2 separate regions of the Mus musculus genome follow, and region 1 is linked to region 2. The links are chromatin contacts, called in public HiCAR-type maps. All regions are on one chromosome and are shown on one strand. Each heading gives the region's core, a stretch centred on a gene start, on an enhancer-like site or on the middle of the called end of the contact. The rest is flanking DNA. Distances are from core to core; before and after follow the strand shown. Region 1 overlaps Syne1 (spectrin repeat containing, nuclear envelope 1). Region 2 has its middle 34 kb from the start of Esr1.

The links. HiCAR-type assays count read pairs that join an accessible place to other places.
Region 1: a contact with region 2 is called in a HiCAR-type map of fibro-adipogenic progenitors, with 6 times the contacts expected there. The contact joins two enhancer-like sites. A contact is called at or near these places in 4 of 115 datasets of contacts at active chromatin or transcription factors (the 230-238 cell line, bone marrow-derived macrophages, embryonic stem cells and 1 more).

The regions. Positions count from the first base shown.
Region 1 is chr10:5,203,359-5,210,269 of GRCm38.p6, reverse strand. Syne1 (spectrin repeat containing, nuclear envelope 1) reads left to right here. Exons shown (of 146, transcript NM_001347711.1): 86 at 677-814; 87 at 4,837-5,022; 88 at 5,193-5,315; 89 at 6,036-6,218. Among named protein-coding and RNA genes, the nearest start is that of Gm51757, 120 kb to the left of the region's middle. Within about 2 kb of position 1,744, at least 134 of the 459 cell types and tissues checked have an H3K27ac peak or open chromatin away from gene starts, as enhancers often do. A contact at or near this core is called in fibro-adipogenic progenitors, where this site is marked.
Region 2 is chr10:4,673,121-4,679,995 of GRCm38.p6, reverse strand. It overlaps a transcript of Esr1 not described here. Among named protein-coding and RNA genes, the nearest start is that of Esr1, 34 kb to the left of the region's middle. Within about 2 kb of position 3,310, at least 9 of the 459 cell types and tissues checked have an H3K27ac peak or open chromatin away from gene starts, as enhancers often do. A contact at or near this core is called in fibro-adipogenic progenitors, where this site is marked.

The DNA of each region.
Region 1 (6,911 bases), core at 495-2,994, 530 kb before region 2:
ACAATGTTAGAGTTCTCTTCTTCCTGTCTAGGCTGTCACTTTTTGGGGTAGTGGTGTGGAGATAGTGGTTATATACCTACTCATATACATCATCTTGATTTTTTTGATTATAGATTGGCCTTTGCAACTCTACCAAGCATTAATCTTGCCATCAGGTTAAAGTTAAAATGAGTAGTCCAGCATTTCCTTTACCTTTTTTTCATATAGCCTAAGCAGACCTCACACTCACTAGGTATAGCCAGTGAGGGCCTTGATCTCCATCTCCCAAGGACTGGGATAACAGGCAGGCACAGCACTTTCCTACTGGGCCCAGCTTAGGAGCTAATGGTTGTGACTTACAGTGGGTGCTGAGAGCTTGCATGATGGTGTCCCTGCCTTGGTCCCTCCTTTACCCAGTGGGACGTGGATAGAAGGGATAAAAAGAGTAAGATGAGAATGAACAGCCAGGAAAAGAGAAATAACTCAAGCATATCACGGAGGACTTGGATTTGTACCCTGAAGTCACTGGGAAATCCTTAACAGATTCCCTATAGGCAAGTGACTTCCCAGGGTCCCTTTTGATATCACAGTTGTAAGTACCAGCCTCTGGGATGGTTGGATCCAAAGACCTGAATAGGGTTCAATCCCGCTGACAAGACAGGATTTACATCCATCTGAGTGTGAATGGCTTTTACAGGCGTTATCCCACATGGAAGAGTACAATGAAATGCTCGAGACTGTTCGGAAATGGATCGAGAAAGCTAAAGTCTTGGTTCATGGAAACATCGCCTGGAATTCAGCAAGCCAGCTCCAGGAACAGTACATCTTGCACCAGGTAAATTTCAGGGAAAAAAACAAAGTTAAGAGTAAAAACAGTCAGTCTGACTGGGTTAGACCAACAGACAATTTTGTAAAATACCAGATAGGAAGAATGCTCGGGCCCCATCCGGGTGACTCAGTAGGTAATCACCGCCAAGTCTGGTGGTGACTGCAGTTTGATTCCCGGGTCCTACATGGCGGAAGGAGAGAACTGACTCCTGCAAGTTGTCCTCTCATCCGTCCCTAGGCACTGTGGCATGTATGTGCATATATATATTTACATACACACATACATACATACATATACATACATGTATACATATATATGTATATATATACATACATGTATATATATGTGTATATATATACACACACACATATATATATATATGCATATATATGAGAGAGAGAGGGAGAAAGAGAGAGAGGCTGACTTGCTGTTCTGGATTGATCAAAAGTAGCTAAGGATGACAGTTCATGAGACTGTATACAAACATATATATATATATATATATATATATATATATATATATATATATATACATACATATACTCTGTTTTCCTTATAAACGTGTTTCTCTGAGCCTGAAAGCATTCCTCCCTACCCCTGTGGCACTTGTGATTTGTGTGTTATTGTTGCCGCTTTTGTTGTAGACCCTTCTTTGGGAGATGCAGGGAATTCTTTCATAGGAAAAGACACAGGGGAGCGTAGAGAGATTAGAAGCATCACACCCTGGAAGGAGGAGGGTTAAGACAAGCTCTACCAACTGGTACCCTGTGACTTGGAACAAAATACTTTGTCTCTGGGTTCTGCCTTCTCACCCGTAATATGGGAATGCCCAGTAGTGTTCCTGTGTCAGTTGCCTGGGAGCAAACATCCAGCACTTCCAGGTACATGCTGATGCTCCAGGCAGGCCCTGCTTCCTCTAGGCCACAGCCAGGGCTGAGTCATGTGGCTTACTCAGAAGGTCAGAGCGCTGAGAGCAGATCCTATATCCACACCCCAGAGGGACACATTACTTCATTTCCTCTGAACTTAGGAGACAAAAATATTCCTTTTTATTTTGGCCATCCTCTCCGGAAATTATCTCACCCTTCTAGTAAGTTACAGTTGACTTAAATGCACATTTCTAACAGATCTTGCCACAAAATACAGGCTGGCTTTTATTTAGGTTGTATGGGTGTATTTCCCCATAGGACTTATCTTTTAAATAAACTTCCCTTTTTCCTTTTCCCCGAGGTGGTTCTGGATATTGTTTCCTCCTGGAATGTTTCCATGGCTCGAATTCCAGCCCCTATGATCTCTGTCCTCTTCCCAGTCACACACACTCCTCCCAGACACAGACATCTGTACCTCTCAGACGCCTGGATCGTTTGCTCTGTGTGTGTGCTTAGACGCCAACAGACCAGACTTCCTTTACAAACCAGCTGGTAATCAATGGCAATACAACTAACTTCTAGGACTCTGAAGATGCAGTTGTAAGAACAGAAAAGATAAAGGGAATTTTAACTGTCAAGATAATACCACTTAAAAAAAAAAAAAACCCTGCTGATAATTCAGTAAAATCATTTGAAAAGCAATTACAGTAATATAAGCTGGCATTTTATTTCCTGTTCATTTTGCTTCCTGGATTCCTTAACTGGGGCTGTAATCCAAAATGTAGGAAATATTTAAAATGATATTAATAACTGTAGGAGGATTTTATTATTTATGTACTTATGTATGTATATATGTATTTGTTTTGTATGTGAGAGAGGAAGTAAGGAGGGAAGGAAGAAGATGGGGGAGGGAGGGGGAGGGAGGATGAGAGTTCAGGCACACATGCATGTAACAGTCAGAGTAAACCTTCAGGAAGAGAGTCCATTCTGTCCCACTGTAGGATTCTGGGATCAGACGTGGGTCATCAAGCTCACCCAGCAAGCCCGATGACCTGCTAACTGATGGCAGTGTGATGGAACTGTAAAGAAAATTTCAATGTTAGATCATGCTTTTCTAAGATATTTTTGCACATTGTGGAGCATAATGTAAGCTTTAGAAAAAAAAAAAAAAGTCATGAAGATTTTCATTGTAGTTTCAGAAAGCAGACCCAGCAGTGGAAAGCAGGTTGCTGGAGTAGAAGGGGGATGCTTCTACCCTGCAGCAGACAAGGACAGGCCTCTCTCTCATTGAAGAGGGACAAAGGATGTACTAGAGAGAGATAGCACAGCCCAGATCAGACAGTTCTATGTGTGGTTGACATTAGTGTTCATGACACAAACTGCTGGGTGGCTTGACTGAATCCTTAACCAAAGCAAGCAAGCAACCTTAGACTGCTCTGCTTGTCTGCTGCAAAGTCCAGGAGGGAACTCATCCCAGAGGGTCCCCGCCCTTGTGTTTCCACCAGGAAGCACAGATGCCTGGGTTTACCCTTCGACAAATGCAGTATAAGAAAACCCGTGTGTTCAAATGTCCAATGAAAGAGGGAAATCAGGAGACACATTATGCTCTTAACTCCTAAAAATGCCCATATGTACTAGCAATGACATCTTACAGTTTTCCTTTCAGGCATATACAATCTGTAGCCCACAGTCTACACACATCCCAGGGTAGCTATGAACATATTTGTCAGTGAGAGTTGTGTCACGGTGTCACGAGTTTGGACAACCCTGCCTTGGACGTGATATAATAGAGTATTTTTCTTTTTCTTTTTTTTTAAATTGGACATTTTTCTTTATTTACATTTCAAACGTTTCCCCTTTCCAGGTCTCCCCTTCAAAAACCCCCATTCCATCCCTCCTCCCTCTGCCTCTATGAGGGTGCCCCCTACCCACCCACTCCTGTCTTCCTGCCCTGGCATTTTGCTATGCTGGGGCATCAAACCTCCTCAGGCCCAAGGGCTACTCCTCTCACTGATGTCCAACAAGGCCATCCTCTGCCACATATGTGGCCGGAGCCATGGGTCCCTCCATGTGTATTCTTAGGTTGGTGGTGCAGTCCCCAGGAGCTCAGGAGGGTCTGGCCTGTTGATAATGTTGCTCCCTCCATGGGGCTGCAAACCCAGGCAAATGGATATTTTTCTTATATTTATATATATTACATTCACTGTGAAAAGAAAATTGCTTTTCATATCTAAAAATAATCTAACAGAGTAACATACCCCTGTTTTTTATATTCCTCATATATCTCCCCAACTGCACATTCCGTGCTCCCCAACTTCTGTGCCCTGCATACACCATCTCCTCAGTACAAAGTGTCTTTCCCTTCCTCCTCATCTGTTAATGTGCTGATATCTTTCTTGAACCCAGTAGGACCCTTATCTCAACCTACCAGCAAGTTGTCCCACATTTGGGTTGAGTTACCCTTTAATACGTGGCTACCCTTTCATTTTCTTCTCCATATTCCAATGCACGTGTCTGTATATGTTTGTTGTCTGTTTGTATTGTTCTACTGCTGTAAGTCCCAGCAGGCACTGGGCTGAGTGATGAGGGGGGGACTACACTCCCCTCAACATTGCAAGTAGCCTTTTCCTCCCTGTCTTACTTTGAATAAGTAAGCAAAGGTTTTTGTTTGCAAAACTTGTGCTTTTCTTTGCATCTTCCAGCATTCAGATCTTAGTTGTATAACCTAAGAGCTGAATAGGCCTTCTTTAGTGCAAACGTGGGAAAAGGCAGGATCCAAGCAGAGATGTGATCAAGACACAATGTGCCGAAGCATCACCACCGCTGGCTGATAGCTCCGTGTCCTGCCACAAGGCGAGGCAGCCTGGGTGTGAGAGAGCAGGAATCCTTAAGTCCCATACTCATGAACAAGTGGCCTTAGCAAGTTATAAAGATTCCTGGACTTGACCTTGTTGTCTATGTAATGAGGATGACAATGTATATGTAGCCTGTGAGTGGACTCATAGGGGTGAGATGGCCAAACATTGTACCATGTTCATAGTTCTTTTTGATCTTTTCCTAGTCTATTGGGTCTTTCTACTCCTCTATACATATCTGTATTCCCCCTACCCCCGTCCCTGCCTGCATATCCGTTTCACAAATACAAACACTTTACTCTAGACACTGTTAGAAGAATCTGGCGAAATTGACAGTGACCTGGAAGCAATGGCTGAGAAAGTGCAACACCTTGCCAACGTGTACTGCACAGGAAAGTTATCACAGCAAGTGACACAGTTTGGACGGGAGATGGAGGAGTTACGGCAGGCGATCAGAGTTCGTTTGAGGAACCTCCAAGATGCAGCCAAGGTAAAACAAAACACAACACAACAAAACAAAACAAAACAAAACAACCTGGCGTGCTGTCCCGGGGAGAAAGCGCTCACCCATGGTGAGATAGTTTCTTGAATATGATGCAGTTCTTCGGTTATGACTTTGAACTTTAAATGTTCTGATGTTCACTGGGGTTTGTTCTCCAGGACATGAAAAAGTTTGAAGGCGAGCTAAGAAACTTGCAGGTGGCTTTGGAACAAGCCCAGACAATTCTGACTTCTCCAGAAGTCGGGCGCCGTAGTCTCAAGGAGCAGCTGTGCCATCGGCAGGTACGCAAAGGAACCGAGGGAGGCCTGGGGAATGGCTCAGCTTTCACAGTTGTTGTCTTACAAACTCAGCATTGGATCCCAAGAGAACTCACACTAAAAACCTGGGCGTGGCCGATCCAAGCCTCAGGAGGGAACAGTAGGTAGACAAGACCAACCAGGTCTACGTGAGTTCAAGGCCAGCTAGACTGACATAGTGAGATCCTCTATCAGAAAACAAAACTAGTCAGGATGACATGTGCTTAAAATCTCAGTGCAGAGGAGAATGAAATTGGCAGGTCCCTGGTGCTTACTTGGCAAGCTCTGGTCCAACAAAAGATCATGTCTTAAAATTAAAAATGTAAACAGCTGTTGAATAATGGTAGGTGTGTTTGCTGTCCTCTGACCTTCTTATGTATACATATATGTACAATCCTCATTTTGCACCTGCCATTAGGAACTCAAAGGCACATGTGCATTTACCCACACACACAAACACAGACATGCACATGTAATACTTTAGGATGAATGGGGCTAGGGGTTTACATTTTAAAAATAGCCCCAAGAAACATGTTTTCTAAGCCCAGTGATAGTCTTAACATGGATTTGTTGTTTAGAATATATCTTCCTTGCAAACTGTATTGACCCACATTGTCCTGGTAGCTACAATTCAGGAAATGTCTTTGTTTATGTAATACATGATAAAATTACCAAGGGCTTAAACTGTAACATGGCCCCTTTCAGCATCTGCTGTCTGAGATGGAGTCACTGAAGCCAAAGATGCAAGCCGTACAGCTCTGCCAGAGTGCTCTCCGGATCCCTGAGGACGTGGTCGCCAGCTTGCCTCTGTGCCACGCTGCCCTGCGGCTGCAAGAGGAAGCCAGTCAGCTGCAGCACACAGCCATCCAACAGTGCAACATCATGCAGGCAGGTGCAACTGTGCATCCCGTTCAGCCCGGGGGCCCACGCTGGCAGAGCAAAAGCACATGAGTCATGGGCTGCTTTTCTTAGCATTGTGTGGGCTCAGCCATCAAAACACCCAGAGTGCTAAATTTGACAGTCTGTTGTACTTATATAAAATCAAGAGATTAAGACTCTATTATGTGGATCATCCACACAGGACCGGGGAAAGAGCTCTAAAAATTACCTTTAAATGAAAATTATCTTTTGGTGATTTTTTTTAAATGAATGATTCATACACATTAGTTTTGTATGTGGTCATATATGTATCTGAAAAGAATCTAGAGCCTGGTGATATGGGCTTGCAAAGTTTGTATTACACAACAGCATTCATATGTCATCCAATTTGTGTATTTTCTGGCCTAAGAAGGACATCCAAGCACAGCTCTTAATCTTTTGAGGTAAGAAGAGAAAAATAATTCCCATGAAGAAATAATGCTACTTACTATATCTTTTCTTGTAAGAAGTATTCCCCTGATTGATACATAGTTATATCTCATTAAAACAATGCCTGCTCATTTGATCAACCACCCTTGATCACTCATTACCTTGTAATTTGTTTGACATCAGAGCCCCAAGGCTACTGGCCATGCTTAATTAGTATTATCTGGAACTGGAACTCTTGGCTGGTGTCTTGTTATTCAACATTGTTTTAAAATT
Region 2 (6,875 bases), core at 2,061-4,560:
TTTAATAAACGCCAGACTCAACTAGAATAATGATAACAAAATTAAACGTGATCATTTATGCAAAATTAGTTATCTCAAAGGTATTTTTGTTTAAGAGTTTGACATAGGAGGCTGAAGAGACAATTCAATAGATAAATCACTTCTCACATAAAGCCGGTGACCTAAGCTTAATCCTCTATCTTCTTTGTCATTTAATATTCTTTTCTCCAGTTTTATATTTAGTGATAGTTATATTAAATTAAGTATTAGTTACAGTTACATATCAATTATGTGCAATAACTGGAGTGTTATTAAAAAACAGTGGAAATTAGCCAGGCAGTGGTGGCACACGCCTTTAATCCGGCACTTGGGAGGCAGAGGCAGGTGAATTTCTGAGTTCGAGGCCAGCCTGGTCTACAAAGTGAGTTCCAGGACAGCCAGGGCTACACAGAGAAACCCTGTCTCTGGAAAAAAAAACAGTGAAAATTATGCCTCACAATTCATGTAACCATATTTATAATTACATACAATAAAATAATATATCATAAAATAATAATATAATAAAATTTTCAAGAGTGCTTTACCCTAATTTAATAAATGTTTATAATAAAATCTCTCCCAACAGAATTGTTTTCCAATTTTAATTTCATTAACATTCTAAGTTCAGCTGTGAGAAATATGGCAAGTGTTCCATGATCATCTTATTTATAAATGAATAATTAAGAGTGCATTCATATCCATTAGACTGCCACGAAAAATCATCTCAGCTCATCACAGAAGCAAAAACTTCTTTGACAGACCTACATGCCACTGCCTGGCTCTAGTCCGCCCAGACAACATAACCTGAGTTCTCCCCAGAAATCTTATTTCCAAGTCCTCTCTAAGAAATATCCTTACATCTCACAGCCATCTCTTATCCCTGTTCAAAGGACTCCAGATCTTGTTTTCTTGGAAGCACACTGACTGACAGGAATGTCGCCATGGGAATGCAGCTCCCACTTGGACATCTTCATGGGGACATTTTATAGCAACCTAAACTTAGCACCACCCTGACTGTAAAGTCTTCAGATGGAGACTCTGATATATCCAGACCATTATTTGGTCCAGGGATGAGAACTTCACTTTAGCTGAATTCATCAGACCAAATGGGACTACTAACATCCCGTGCTTTTTGCAACTTAATCATGTCCTCTTGTGAACGTGAACCAAAACCATGTTTCTAGAGACTGGTGGGGACATCCTATGACAGTGTGGTGGCCCCACCTGGGATACAATAGATACAGGGAACACAGCAGAGTAGAAAGCTGAAAGCAACCCAGAGCTTTGATAACATTAAGTCAACGGATCAATCAGCCAGAGATTCTAGCCTGCTGCACGCCACATCTGGAACATCTGCTTTGTGAGCTGAATTTCTAATTGTCAAAAACAATTCGGCTTTGTTGTGTGTGTGCTGACGTGCACACTAACTGATCTCTCTTCTTGTGAACAGGAGGCTATTGAGGAAGGGGGTGGTACAAGCTTTGGGGAGAGCACTGAGTATACTAACCAGTCTTTAAGATTACCAAGAAGAAGGATTTCCCATTTGCAAATAAACTTAACCTTAAGCTTACTTGTGCTGAAAGAATTCTTCCTGTGAAAGTCATGGGGTGGCAGAGTGAAAGACTGCATTTATTTCCGTTTCTTACTCTGCAAATGTTCCTCCACTGGGCTGGTGCTTAAGAAGGCTGTGTAAATTAAATAGGACCATCGGTTCTCTGAGAACCAAGACTACATCATGAAACTGTAACTTCAAAACATAGGCTCCCTCTGCTATCTTCCATATATAGGCTTGGCAAGATCCAAACGTAATACATAAAGCTGGAGTGCCACTGTTTAAAATGGTGGGGATTGGTATGTGTCGACCACCACAACCTGGCAAAGGCATCATGGAAATAGGAAATAGTGATAATACACACACAAGCGTCTATCTACTACCCACTGTGTGCTGGTGGTATGCACAGTTTTAGACCCAGGAATCTTTGCTCTAGGAATCTCCTAAAAGCAAAATGCAGGCAGAGTCTTTGCAGAGGAAGTGAAGACCTAACCTATGTGTTATTTAAAACAAAACAAAACAAAACAAAACAACGACTTGAATAAGTTCCAGTGATTACATGTACACTGTATGTCATTGCACTGAATTAATGCTGAGGAGATACACTTAAAAGGATATATAAGGTAATCAAAAGTTGAGAAATGTAACTCAGGGTTGACAATATGGCTACTTGGTGAGTTAAGACACCTGCTGCCAGGAATGAGGACCCAAGTCCAAGGCCCCAAAGTTGCCACATGGTGGAATGAGAAAACCGACCCTTGCAAGTTGTCTTCTGATGCGTGCAATGCACACGCAACATCAATAAATTAAAATGTAATATTTTTAAAAGCATAATAAGTGATACACTGTATTGAAAACTATAAAACAACTCCATACAAAGAAATCAGGCAAAATCCACATTAAAGGTCTTCAAGAGATAACTGTGAAGAGGATAGGATTTGGCAAGAGCTTAATTTTTCCTTACTTCTTTTTACAACTAAAATTCTTGTGTTTCTATCTGATAGAATGAAAATAAAGAAAATATCTAGAGCCGGGCATGGTGGTGCACACCTTTAATCCCAGCACTCAGGAGGCAGGGGCTGGCAAATCTCTGAGTTCAAGGCCAGCCTGGTCTACAAAAGTGAGTTCCAGGACAGCCAGGGCTACACAGAGAAAGCCTGTCTCGGAAAAAAACAAAAAAAAAACAAAAAACAAAAAACAAAAAAACAAAACAAAACAAAAAAACAAAAAAAAAGAAAATATCTAATATGGGGGACCTTTGGGATAGCATTGAAAATGTAAATGAGGAAAATACCTAATTTAAAAAAAAAAAAGAAAATATCTAATAAAAAAAAGTCGATTGTCCCACAGGGCTTATCATTTGACTCCTTGTATAAGATCCAGTTGAGGCCTTTGTAAGAAAGTTTTAGTCACTGTATAATCAATAACCGGACTTTTGGGCCTGTACAGTTCAGGGAGTCTCATGAACTTTGGATAAGGAAAAAAACTGTCTTCATTCTTCCTAACTTTTAACTGGAATTTGTCCAGTTAAAAGAATGTGTCCAGGAGCTGTCTCTCCCTTGCTTGTCTTTCAAATCACGCATACTTGATGATCCTTCCTTGAAATATATTTACTTACCACTAATTTGAAATTAACATTATATCCTGGTCTTCTTCTTCAGTTAGGAACACCACTCTGGGAAGACGTTCACAGCCTTCCCATGACAGTCCAAATGGTCCAAGACATAAACTAAGTCCAGATGAGGGGTGTGGTCCCCTGAGTCACCCAGTATAAAGAGTCACTTGGGAAAGCAGGTGGGGAATGTTTGCACTAGAATTTCTATGACAGAAGAATAAACTTGGTCTTAAGCTGAGGTTTATAGAGTCCTTTATTCTGTAGCTGTCCTACCCTGATGAATGGAGAGAAGAAAGTTGTAAAATTGAGCACTGTGTGTATGGGAAGGTGAATATGATTATTAAGAATAAAGAGAAAAGTGAAAGTGCATTTTTGAGCGGTTGCTACATTTTGGAGATGAACACAGGTAAGAAAGCAGAAGGACACATGGCCCTTTCGAATGACGCTCTCTCGGGAGATTATGGAAATCAGACACCGTATTTTCTGTTCTCTGGTGCCTTCATAGACAATGAGTCCTTGTCAGGAGTGGCCACTGAAAGCAGGAACCATCAAAGGACTTCAGCAGAGTTTTCTCTGCCAAATCTGTCATTTACAAGATGACAAGGATGGCTTCGCTCTTAGACCAGTTTCTTCATTTTATAAAGTGCTCTGTGGTTTGTAAAAGTTAATATAAGCAAATATATGGTAACAGTCCTAATAGAGCTCTCGGCATGTGCAAGCTTGGATGGACGGCTCCCCTTTCCTATCTTTTCTCTCTGCTGTAAGCCATTAACAGTCCATCTCGTACACTCAAGCTTAAAAGAATTAAAGAATATATTAAGAAAACATTGATTTTTTTTTCTCCTTGAGTCAAAAGCATAGCACTTTAAACTCATTATATCAGGTACAGTACAATGTTGGCATGAAGCTAAACTAAGAAAAATTATGATTAAAATTCAAATAGAGCATTGAGGTTGTGCTGGGGGAACAGAATGAGGAAAAATTACCGAAAAGGGAGCCTGTAATTTAAAACTGTCAGTCAAAGGGAATCGTGACATCGGCAAACAGTTTGCTGGGTTCCACACAGGACTCTTGTGGTAAGCATGCATGTGTGCCAGTCCTAGGGAAACCCAACTGAATTTCTCCATCTCTTTCCTTGGTGCTTTATTCCTTACGTAATGGTCTCTTAATCTTATCGCCAACGTGATGGGGAAGGGTATTTCTAAATGCAAAGAAGCGAATTTTAAAAATATTATATTAGGTTCACTTAATGTCTGATGTGGAACTCTGAAAAACCCAGTTACAAAATCGAGTGGAAAGTGAAAATATAGGATAATACTGTCTCTGCATGGGAGACTGAAGCTTCCTCCTGTCCATTCTGATCTCCGAGGGAGGGGTTGCCCAGGAAAGATCACGGAAATGCTAAGGGATAGGATGAACGCCTGACCTCTCTTCTACCTCGCTCTACACCCAGCAAGCGGTGAGCACCTCTCCGGGGAGGAGGCAAACGGATTGTTTCCTGAAGCAGTGGGCAGAACAACGAAAGAACTGACAATATTCCGACTTATGCTTCCAAAGAATTTTCTAGAGAATATAATTCTTTCTACGAAAACTGCAGGACTCTAAGGAGAAAGGACTCATACCGTCAAGAAGAAAGTGCTGCCACCTACAGGAAAAAGACCAAACTAGCGTCTGTAGGAAAGGGTGGGAGGTGGGGAGGGCAGGGAGAGGAAGTGGCAAGCCTCCAGAGGAACGAAAACTGCCTTCAAAATCTTAAACCTAGTGGATCCTATGTCCTTGCTATCCCATTTCACATACACCAACCACCTGTGGCCAGCAAGTGCTTAAAATATGGGTTGTCTGGCCAAGTCTGTGTTATTCTTAAGCCTAATAGTTTAGTTGATTAGACCACTTTTCAACCCAATAATAAAGCCAACATAGAATTTTTATTTGTTAAGTAAATCAAAACCATGATCAAGAGACTATGTTGACCTTTGACCTTTTCTGAGCACAGACCATTTTCCTGTGATAAAAATTTAGCTTGGAATTGGTGTTCAATAATTAAAGGATGTCGGCTACCACATTCCGGTTCTGAGGTCAGAGCAGTACTATTGTGAGATCTATCACTATGTCTTGCATTGCTACTCAAGGTACAAAACTGCTTATCAATATAGCAGAATTTGTAAGATTTTATCCAATTTTGTATCTGCTAATTGCCATAGCAAACATTTCAGATGTAAATAACACTTGATAACCAGATATATATCTGACATGTATATATATACATATATATGTGTATATATATATATATATATATATATATATATATATATATATTCAGATATATAGGCATATATATGTTGTGTGTATACATATTACATATGTATGTACATTATATGTACATACATATTTATTCATATATGTGTGTATATACTTATGAAGAGACACCTGCTGTGTTCTTCTTTCCATTAAACACTAATTACAAGGCTTACAATACTCGGGTACCTGGTTTCCTTCTGTGCCAACCCTTGAATAAGTCACTACAAGTTTCTGTACATAACTCTTTAGGTTCTGCTATTAAAGTAAATTTGAGATTTCAAGCTGTTATGCAAGACAATACTTAAAAACTAAGATATGCTTCTAATAATTCCAATATTTTAGTTTACTTTTTCAAATTTCCTAACTTTAAAAATCTCCATTGAAGTCAGACATTTCTAATAAACACTTTGCATTTGACTTGGGAAACGGAATTACTGACAGTACAAAGCAAAAAAGAAGTGATATTCTCAATCATTTTATGATGACTACAAGTTAAAATTGTGATGCTTTAACTGTGCTTTTCGAGTAAAATATATTATAAAGATCAATTTATTAGTATCTCTCTTTTTTTTTACTTTTATAAAATGTAGTCACCAAGACATCCTAAATGACATGTGGCTGACATATTTCTATTGCACAGTGACATTCTAATTGAGTTGAAGTCAGAGAAAGAGATAGGTAAAGTTTGTTTTGCTAACACCGTCACTTCAAGCGACTGTGTCTACAAACAGCCTTTGCTCTCAAAATGAACCTGCCTTTATTTTATTTTTATTTTTATCTTATCTTATCTTATTTTATGGGCAGAGCCTCATTGGATAATACAGTCAAGGTTGAAACTCTTGATCCTCTAGCCTCTGCATGCTAGGTTGATAAGCATATGCCACTATACCCTGGAAGATTAATTGTTTTCTTTTAAGACAGGCTTTCACATAGCCCAGGCTTACTTCAAACTTACTAGGTAGCTGAAGCTAAGCTTGAACTTTTGATCCTCCTAACTCCACCCCCGAATGCTGAGATATCGGGTTTGTGCAATCATTCCCTAGAAAGAAGATTAATTTTTAAAACATGCAGCAAGCAGTTTGAATAGGTTAATATAACACAATTTTTAGAGGAAATAACCTAATTCCATCTTCAGTGATTATCACTGTAACTAATGAATATCTTTAAGTGGTAGGAAATTTAATTTTAATGAATTCAATCACATGATCATTTCTATCAGAATTAATGAACTGCTAACACCTTTTTATAGAAATTCGATTAAAATTTTTCCTGTTCCATTTCTTCCATAAATTTCCAGCATTATTGCTCCAGATTGATACCTTCTATAGATCATAGCTACATCAATCATGAAGGTGATAGATAGATAAATGATAGATATACAGACACATAGAT